Linked DNA regions of Sus scrofa: all the other regions are linked to region 2. Evidence: chromatin contacts called from public HiChIP or PLAC-seq data. All regions are on one chromosome and are shown on one strand. The core of a region is the stretch at or near the end of the contact, and the rest is flanking DNA. Distances in the headings are between cores, read along the strand shown.

Region 1 (3,044 bases), core at 385-2,884, 150 kb after region 2:
ATGACCTACACAACATGGACAGGATCCAAACCATCTGAAAGATGTCTGATTCCAGGCTGAAAAGCAGTTCTCAACAAAACTGGTCTTCCGTAGCTACCACAAAGCACCAGGAAAGGGGCATTCTTCGAGGCCATTCCCCAGCCGAGGCCAGCGCAGCGCCGGGGGCCTTCCGGCTGCCCTCCTGTTCCAGGCAGTCCTCTGATGGCCCAAGCCACCACTTCACTGGGGGCCCAGAGCAGGACAAATGGATTTTCACAGGGGCCTGCCCCTGTGACAGAAAATTCTCCAGCTTTCACAGCCCATGACTGCAAGGACAGGCGGTCCCCCCAGCACCTCCCACTGCCACCAGGCCCCCAAATGGGATTCCCGGGGTTATGGGAGCGGCATACCTCTGGTAACTCACAGGTGCGATCCCCAGTGAGGGCGGGGTAGCCCGAACTTCTGGCCCTGCTGGAGTGGGAAGAAATCGCTTTTTGTCTCTGCCATCTGAGCCTTCCACCTGGGCCCGGAGGGCGGATGGCCAAACCTGCACGTCCACTCCCCAGAGGGGCCCCCCTCCCCAGCAGAAGCTCTGGCGTTCAGACAAAAGGTCCCCCGAGCCGGGGGTGGGGGGCAGGTCGAGCGCAGGTTGGCAAGTCTGCCTACATACCCGGGCCAAGTCACTAGTCCTGCATTTGGGTGCACAGATTCCGCTTTAAAAATTGGAAGCGTCGCTTTGGTTCGCTGTCTTTGTTCGCGGGCGCGCGGGTTCTCGCTCAACCATCCAGCCTTTCATTCATTCATTCCCGACTCACTCGCTCGCTTTCCCCCTCGCTCCGGGAACGCTGCCGGGCGCATTACCGCTTCTTCTTCTGCTTGAGGGACTTCCTGCGTTTCAGGATCATCTCATAGAGCTTGTCCATGCCCTCGGTGAGGCCCTCGCCAATGATGGCGCACGCCGGCTGGACGTGGTAGGTGGTGGCCGGGATGAGCTCGTGCAGCGCCAGCTGCTTCTCGATCTCGGCCACGGGCAGCGACTTGGGCAGGTCCTGCTTGTTGGCGATGACCAGCAGCGGCGTGCCCTGGTTCTCGGCGAACTTGGTCACCTTGTGCAGCTCCGTCTTGGCTTCCTCCAGCCGGTCCACGTCCACCGAGTCCACCACGTAGATGATGCCGTCCGTGCAGCGGCTGTACGACTTCCACAGCGGCCGCAGCTTCTCCTGGCCGCCCACGTCCCAGAAGTGGCAGCTGATGCCCTTGGCCGTGCCGTTGCTCAGCTTGATCTTCTCCGTGTTGAAGCCGATGGTGGGCACCGTGTTCACGAACTCGTTGAACTTGAGCCGGTAGAGCACAGTGGTCTTGCCGGCCGAGTCCAAGCCCAGCATGACGATGTGCAGGGACTGGAAAGCCGAGATGTTGGAGGAGATGTTGCCCATGGCTCCTCGCTGCGGCGCTGGCCACTGCGGCTGCGGCGGGAGGGCGCCGCCCCCCGAGTAGTTACGGGCCCGACGCGGCCGGGCGCACCTGGGCCCCTCCTGCCGCCCTCCGCCGCGGACACCCGCCTGGCCTCGGCGTCCGCGGGGCGCACGACTCTGCGCGCTCAGACGCCGCGGTCCCCGCGCCCGGGCCCGCCGGGCATCGCGTCTCTCGGCGGGCTTTTGTCTTTCTCGAAGCCGCCTCCGCTCCCGCAGCACGGGATGCTCGCGCCCAGCGCCCTCCCCCGGCCCCGGCTCGCTCTGCGGCTTCCTTCGGCCGCGCCCCCGCGCTCCGGCCGCTGCCGGGGATCTCCGCGGCTGCCGGCTCCGGGCTCCGGGCGTCCGGCGAGCGCTTCGACCTGGGCGGCGCCGCGGGGCCGCTCCCGCTCCCGGGCGCGCCTCACAGGCGCAGGCGGGGCGCGGGCTTCCCCGGGCGTAGCTGCCGGCGCGGCCGCCTTGCTGTCCCCGCAGTCCCCGCGCCGCCGCCGCCGCCGCCGCCGCCGCCGCCGCAAGCCTGCAGCGGCGGGAGGGCGCCCAGCTCCGCCCCTCGCGGGCCCCGCCCCCGCCCCGCCCCTCGGCCCCGCCCCCGCCCCGCCCCTCGCGCGGCCGGGGGTCGGGCGTGGACCTCCCCGCCTGGCGGGCCGCTTTCCCGCCTTCCGCGCTTTCGGAATCGCCCTCGGAGTCCCCTCCCGCGCCGCGCCCAGACAATGGGCCCCAGAGCCCGCTCTTCCTCCCCGGTCTGCTGACGCATCTTGTAAAAATAGCTCCCGGCTCCCGGAATTCCCGCCCCCCCAGCCCAGGCGGGCGGACTGCTGGCGGGACTGTAGCCGTGGGCGGTGCAGCCGGCTTAGGGAAGTGGGTTCGGGGGTCCGGGCTCTGCGGGCTTTGGCGCAACCTGGAGTCCAGGGGAAGCGGGCCGGGACAGCTCAGCCGAGGAGTTGGGGGGCAGCCGGGGTGGGGCTGAGAGTGCCTGGCTGGGGAGTGAGGGAGGTGGGTCGGGTCCCCCTACTCCCAGGAGGGGGGAAAGGCCAGCCCTGGCCGCAGGGAGCCAGCTCGGGCTTGTTTCCACTCTCGCGCCCTTTGCGGTGCCCTGGACCCTGGCCCTCTCTGATGCCCTGGCTCGATTCCCTGCTGGAGCTCCAAGGAGGCTCCACCGGGTCACTGCTGCACTCGGGCCCAGGCCTGTGCCCAGGGCACCCTGGAGGCCTAGCCTTTCCTCCCTGGCGACGGCGACGGACACATCTGACCTGCCTGCCCCAGAAAACACCGGCAACGAACAACTCACCAGTCCCAGGGAGCCCCTTTCTGGCTGCCTTATTTTTGTTTCCACGACTCTGCTGACATCCCGGGTCAAGGGGTGCATCTCAGGAGAGCACCCTCTACCACCCGACTTTGAGAACTGAGAACCACCTGCCCACAGTTGAAACACTCCTGCTGCACCTGGCCCTCCAGACACACGGGCCTGGAACAAAACATGTCAGTAGTTTGGGGTGGGTGGCACTGCAGGTAACACACTGGTGTGGGTGGGGTCCCTGGTTTCCACCTCCCCTTCTCCAATTCAGTGGTCTTACTCTGGTTTGTAAACAGGTA
Region 2 (2,920 bases), core at 177-2,676:
CACACCCCTTGGAAATTAATACAATGCCACACTTCAATGCAAATCTCACTTAAACAAAAAGTCAGCCAAAACTTATGTTGGCAGGGGTGTGGAGTATTCTGCATGGTGCTTGGGATCTCTATTGGAAAGCTATGAATAAATGATCTAAATTGGGCTTTTGTTTTATTCTATTCATAGGGCTATGACCTAAGGAGTAATTACAGGTATTGACAAGGATGTTCACTCCAACATCAATTATTTCTAGGTCTTTATGGTTCTCCTCTCTGACACTGTATGCACTTGTCAACCATTAAAATAAAATTATAAAACTCATTGGTGGTGAAGATGTAGTAGTTTAGGCAATTTCTCTCCCCTGTGGAAGACCAAGTACCAGGGCAGGTGTGGCAGGCTACTTTAGTGAGATATTAATGTGTGGTTATCTTCCTTCTGAATTTCTCCTTTCTCCTTCAAAGAAAGTAAAAAGAGTGAGTATCCTCCTGCTGTGTAATAAACACCACTAACTTAGCTGCTTGAGACAAAACCCGTTCATGGCTCATTGTTCTGTAGGTCAGAAACCAGGCAGGGCTCAGCTGGTTTCTCTGCTCAGGGCCTCACCAGACTGAAATCAGGGTGGCCACCAGCCTACGTTCATTCCAGGTAGTTCTGGAGGAGAACCTCCTTGCAAGCTCATTCAGGTTGGTGGCAGAATTCAATTTCTTGGAGTTGTGGGGATTGAGGTCCCTGTTTGTTGTGGACTGTCAGCCAAGGGTCCTTCTCAGCCCCTGGAGGCTGCCCCACATTTCTTGTCATGCAGCCCCTCCATCTCCAAAACCAGCATAAGGCCTCCTTCCTGTCCAACCATCTCCTTCTGTCTCCAGGAAGGTCCCAGCCTCCTGCAAGGACACTTGTGATTGGGTCAAGCCTGTTGACAATAAGATGATTTAATAAAATAAATTAGTGGGATGGTAAATAAAACACTGTGTTTTGGCATGATATTTGCGTTGTCTTTTCATGGCAGAAGGTAGCAGATACACCAATCTTTCTCTATGTGTGAAAAAGACACCCTGGACCCCAAGCTCTTGACCTAAAAAAGAAGCAGGCAAAGATGGCAGCAGGAAGATTTTTAGTAATGTGGAATGTCTGTCGTTTCTTCACCCTTCTGCCTGTCTCTTGAAAGTTAATCCCATCTACGTCCCTCTGTTTTTTTCCCTCTTCTACACACACACACACACACACACACACACACACACACACACTCACACTTGTCCAGACAACAAGGACTGCCTTGGCTGGCGACTTCCCAAAGGCTTCCAACCTGTTGTAAATCCAAAGCCATGATACATCTGAGCCAGAGGCTCTGCCATTGTGAGTGCACTCTGACCACAGAGGTTAAATCTTACATCAGAAAGACACTGAGACTTTGGAGAAAGGGGAAGTCGGGGCCCCGAGGCCTCGCGTGGGGAGTCCAGCTGACGAGGCACTTGGGCAAGCAGATCAGAGCTGAAACGGCACCTCCTTTCACTTCCTCAGGAGAAAGAGGAGCACGCTGGCCATGTGAGGCTGGAGCCAGGGCTGTGGTTTCCAGCAAATGTCACAGCAAGAAAACGAAGACACTTTTTGCTTTGGAATCTGGCCTCCTAATCCTGGGCCCACGCTGCTCTAATTTCCAGTTGTGGCTTCAGCCTCTGCCCAGCAATTTTCTTTATGGTTCTCTTGACTTCTGACCCCACCCTGCCCACCACACACTCAGCCTCTCCATACATCTTCATCTGCAGGGGCACATGGAGACACACACCCTGTTACACACACACACACACACACACACACACACATGCAGAGTCAGATACACAAATGAGCCTACCCACACACAGGCACACGCGTTCATACAAAGGTAACCTACACCTCTCCAACACAGACACACACACACAAACACACATAGTGTTCAGATGCACACACATGCACGCAACATCCTGGCAGAAACTCCATCCACAGTGTCCTGCCGGCTGTGGCTGTGATTTGATTTCCCAATAGTTTGTTGACCTTCCCCCTAGTTTCCTTCGAAGTCAGTCATGACATTTCTGAAGAAGAGGAAACTGCTGAACAGCCACAGCAACAGAAGCTCAGCCTCAAAGCACCACCTCTCCCCCTCCCCCACCCCCAGGTCCCTGGTGGTCTCGGCGATGCTAGGAGCCCAGCAAAGCCACACCCTGATTGCACAGGCCATGCCCTGTCAAAGGCTCTACAGACTAGGAAGCCAGGTTCCCCACCAGACACAAAACCACCATGTGTCCTGACACCCAACGCCTCTCTGTCAAGGGTGGCTTTCCTGCATCAAGAGGGCCCCAAGCTGGTCTATGGCTCCTGAACTGTTAGATGCATAGCGGGGATTTGGGTACCAAAGTTCATCTTCCTGGTTTCAGGAAGAACAGGAGCTACCTTCTGGGCATCAGTGGATGCTGCTTCACTTGGACGGGGAAATTTAAACAATTAACTTAAATAATTGAACAATTATTTAAACAATTTTTTGATAGATACTTTCCCTCATGAGCCCAGGCAGGAAGTCTGTGAAGCGCCCGGCACAGCATCGAGGGCTTCAGTTGGACATGCCCCTGGAAGTCATCCTGCAAAGTCCAAAGAGGCAGACTCTCCAGCGGCTGTGCTTTTAGGGTCTGGTGTTGTCGTCGTTTCTGCTGCAGAGGCAGCTGCCAGGGCTTTAACATGAAGAAGAGGGTCCCCTGGAGAGATGCCCAGCAGGGGACTCAGGAAGAACAGAGCATGGGCATTGCCCCCCTCCCTCTCCCCACACACGTGATGTTGCTACAAAGCCATCCACAGACTGACCCCCCCTTGTCTCCCAGGCATCCCTTCCTCTCATTTCATAGCCCCTGAACTCCAGCCCAGGAAGACAGGTGGTCTGGTTTAGCCTCCCAGTTCTTCCTCT
Region 3 (3,029 bases), core at 221-2,720, 200 kb after region 2:
GAGACAAATTAGCTTTGAGGGGAGAAAGAGCAATTCCCTGCTTATACGAGGCATACTTTCAGCAAAAGACTACCAGTGAGAGGCTGGGCGAAGCTCCATCAGGCTGGAAGACAAAACAGCTACCAAAAGGGGGAAGATTGAATTGGGCAGGAAGGTCCTCCATCCTCCACGCCGTCCAGCAGCCCTCGCACCTGCCCTGCACAGACCATACCTCTAACATCCTTCCCGATGTGGCCAGGAGGCTGCTTCCAGGGACCTCAACTCAGTCTGGGCAAGAGCGTCCCCTGATCTTGTCCCCAACCTTCTCTCCCTCCCATCTTTCCCACTTATTCATTCAACACACACACACACATACACACGCAGACACCTCACTCCTTCCTGACAGCCCAGCTCTGTATCCCTGCTTTAGAGAAGACGTCTCCCCGACCCCCTTCCCAACAATTAAATGCCGACCCCCACCGTGCGTCTCCTTCACCGGAGTTACTGCAGTTCCCGACACTGCGTGGGTGCACTCGTGTGTGTGTGTGTGTGTGTGTGTGTGTGTTTTGCTCACCACCAAATCACCAGTCTGAGCGAGGTGCCAGGGGCAGAGCTGGGGTTCGATGTTTGTGAAATAAATAGATGACGTGAATAGCCGAAACCATGACAGCCATCCCCTCGCCCCAAAAAGAGGAAGGGGAGCAAATGGAACAACCAGGAAACGGATACTATTTAAGATCTCTCATGACGTTTCTTTTTTACTTACATGGAAAAATGCTAATAAAACTGTTAAGTAAAAATAAAATGCAACTCCAATATGTATCTACAAATACCTGAAGGTATTTATTTTCCACTGATCTCAGAATTCACTGAGAAAGTATCCAAGGCTGAATGACATTATATTTTAAAGCAAACTATTTGGATGACATAGATATAATTTTACAGAAAATAATTATAATTGGAGTTCCCTGGTGGCTCAGCAGTTGAAGGATCTGGCATTGTCACCGCTGTGGCGCAGGTTGGATCCCTGGCCTTGGAATTTCCGCATGCTATGGGCATGGCCAAAACAATAAAATAAAATAAAAAGTAAAATAAACTGTAACTAAGTAACTAAGATCCTGATGATATCTTCTCCCTTTTATCTAGGCAACGGGAAATCAATTTATTTGATGTTAAAAATCTTTGTGAACAAACCCTAATCCTTCTTGCCGTATTTGCTTTCTGTCTCTGGACAAGGAAGTTGAGAAACGCCTAGGAGTAGACCTGTTCAGGGGCCGGCTCTGCCAGAGGACTCAGCTGTCATGAACCGTCAGTCACAGGAGGGCAGGTGGCCTCCGCAGCCCAAGTCCCCCGCTTGGCCAGACACCTAGGTCGTGGCTTTGCTGCCTGGCCCCTGGTCTCCTGTCCACCTAAGTTCACACAAAGGAGAAGGAGCGTTGTGGTGTGTGTGTGCTGTCACATGTATTAATAGAGTTACTGTGAGACTGTTTGGACTGAAAAAAGAACAGCAAAGTGACTCAGTTGCAAAACTCTTGCATCAGCTGATGCTGAGTTGGCCTCCGTCAGAAATGGAAGTGACTCGAAATGCCCAGAACCATCAGAAGCCCGAGTCAAAACCCATGCACGGCCGGCCACCTTGGCGAGGGCCCGAGCTCACTGTGAGGGGCGCCCCAGCATGGCGGTGGCGGGGAGAGGCGCTGGGCTTAGGACACCTGGGAGTCCCCATGAGGGTAGTCCTTGGGAGCGGATAGGACAGGGATTCCTCTGAACAGGCTCAGGGAGCCTTTTGGCATCTCTGGACCCTGCCTCCCTTTGCTAAGACTTTTCTTCTTCTGAACCCAGACTCCCTGACTGGCTTCTTAAAAGGAGGTGGGAATTCCCTCAAAGGCGACCCCACCGTGGAGCATGATCAGCCCTGTAGGAAAGCTTCTGGAGGCTTCCAAGCCAGGTTAAGGTCTTACAGGAAGCCCCTGAGTGAGTGCCGCAGGCTTGCCCACATTCCAAGCACCTGTGTCCTCCAGGCTGGCTGCCCACTTAGGAACAGCTGGAGGTGGAAAAGCCCTTCACCAAGGCCACTCAGGCCAACACCAGGGTCTAGTGTCCCATCTCGGCGGGTCCTCGGTGAGGCCTGAAAAGACTTTTCTCCTTTTTCCTTCTTCATCTCTCTTCATCCTTCACCACAGCAACTCCAAATAGTCAGCATGTAAAGGGCTAAACAGGTGCACTTGCTTCCTAACTGTCACAGGCTAGATGGCTTAAAACAGTGGGGATTCATTCTCCCGGGGCTCTGGAGGCTACAAGTCCCAAATCAAGGTGTCAGCCGGGTGGCTTCCTCCTGGAGGCTCTGAAGGAGAATCTGTTCCATTTTCTCTCTTAGCTCCTGGGGGTTCCCAGCCTCCCTCAGTGCTTCCTGGATGATGGAGGCCTCGTTTCCATTTCCCCTGGAATGGACTCCCTTCTTAGGACTCCCGAGAACCCTCGGAGAAAACTGCCCTACTGTGGGAGCAATCCTGGGCTCTGGGGCATTAGTTGTGGTGAACTTTTCCCCAGACCTCACGGTCTGATTTTCAGGGCTTGTGAGCATGAGTTTGGGTACCAGAGTCTCAGTCTGAACCCCGAATTCACCAGCACTGCCACCTTGGGCCAATCCTCATTCTCCCCAGAGGTCAAGGGTTCCTCCCTCCTTTAAAATTAGCCTAAGATGGAGTTCCCACTGCGGCTCAGTGGGAACAACCCGACTGGTATCCCTAAGGATATGGGTTCCTCCGGCTCTTCAGCAGGTTAAGGATGTGGCGTTGCCGTGAGCTGTGGTCTAGGCCGCAGACGTGGCTCAGATCCAGTGTTGCTGTGGCTGTGGTGTAGGCTGGCAGTTACAGCTCCAATTCGACCCCTAGCCTGGGAACTTCCATATGCTGTGGGTGTGGCCCTGAAAAGAAAAGAAAAAAAAAAAAGGTAAAAAAAAAATAGAATAAGAGTTCCTACTTCTTAGGATTGTTTTGCAGATAAACAGATAGGGGAAATAAATGGTGAGGCAGCACCAGCACCTGGCG

What was found. HiChIP or PLAC-seq counts read pairs in DNA pulled down with a chosen protein or histone mark.
Region 1: an H3K27ac HiChIP or PLAC-seq map of alveolar macrophages shows a contact between it and region 2. The contact joins the promoter of ARL4C here to the enhancer-like site in region 2. A contact is called at or near these places in 1 of 5 promoter capture datasets (liver), 29 of 47 Hi-C or Micro-C datasets (alveolar macrophages, blood, brain and 14 more) and 2 of 2 datasets of contacts at active chromatin or transcription factors (alveolar macrophages and skeletal muscle).
Region 3: a contact with region 2 is called in an H3K27ac HiChIP or PLAC-seq map of alveolar macrophages. The contact joins two enhancer-like sites. A contact is called at or near these places in 1 of 47 Hi-C or Micro-C datasets (embryonic fibroblasts) and 1 of 2 datasets of contacts at active chromatin or transcription factors (alveolar macrophages).

Annotation. Positions count from the first base shown.
Region 1 is chr15:134,620,577-134,623,620 of Sscrofa11.1, forward strand. It overlaps ARL4C (ADP ribosylation factor like GTPase 4C), which reads right to left and starts at 1,635. Exons shown (of 1, transcript NM_001244315.1): 1 at 1-1,635. The coding sequence starts at 1,415. The coding sequence ends at 837.
Region 2 is chr15:134,466,900-134,469,819 of Sscrofa11.1, forward strand. No RefSeq gene overlaps it. Among named protein-coding and RNA genes, the nearest start is that of ARL4C, 150 kb to the right of the region's middle. Within about 2 kb of position 1,427, at least 24 of the 83 cell types and tissues checked have an H3K27ac peak or open chromatin away from gene starts, as enhancers often do. A contact at or near this core is called in alveolar macrophages, liver, mesenteric adipose tissue and 3 more, where this site is marked.
Region 3 is chr15:134,668,366-134,671,394 of Sscrofa11.1, forward strand. No RefSeq gene overlaps it. Among named protein-coding and RNA genes, the nearest start is that of ARL4C, 48 kb to the left of the region's middle. Within about 2 kb of position 1,471, at least 9 of the 83 cell types and tissues checked have an H3K27ac peak or open chromatin away from gene starts, as enhancers often do. A contact at or near this core is called in alveolar macrophages, where this site is marked.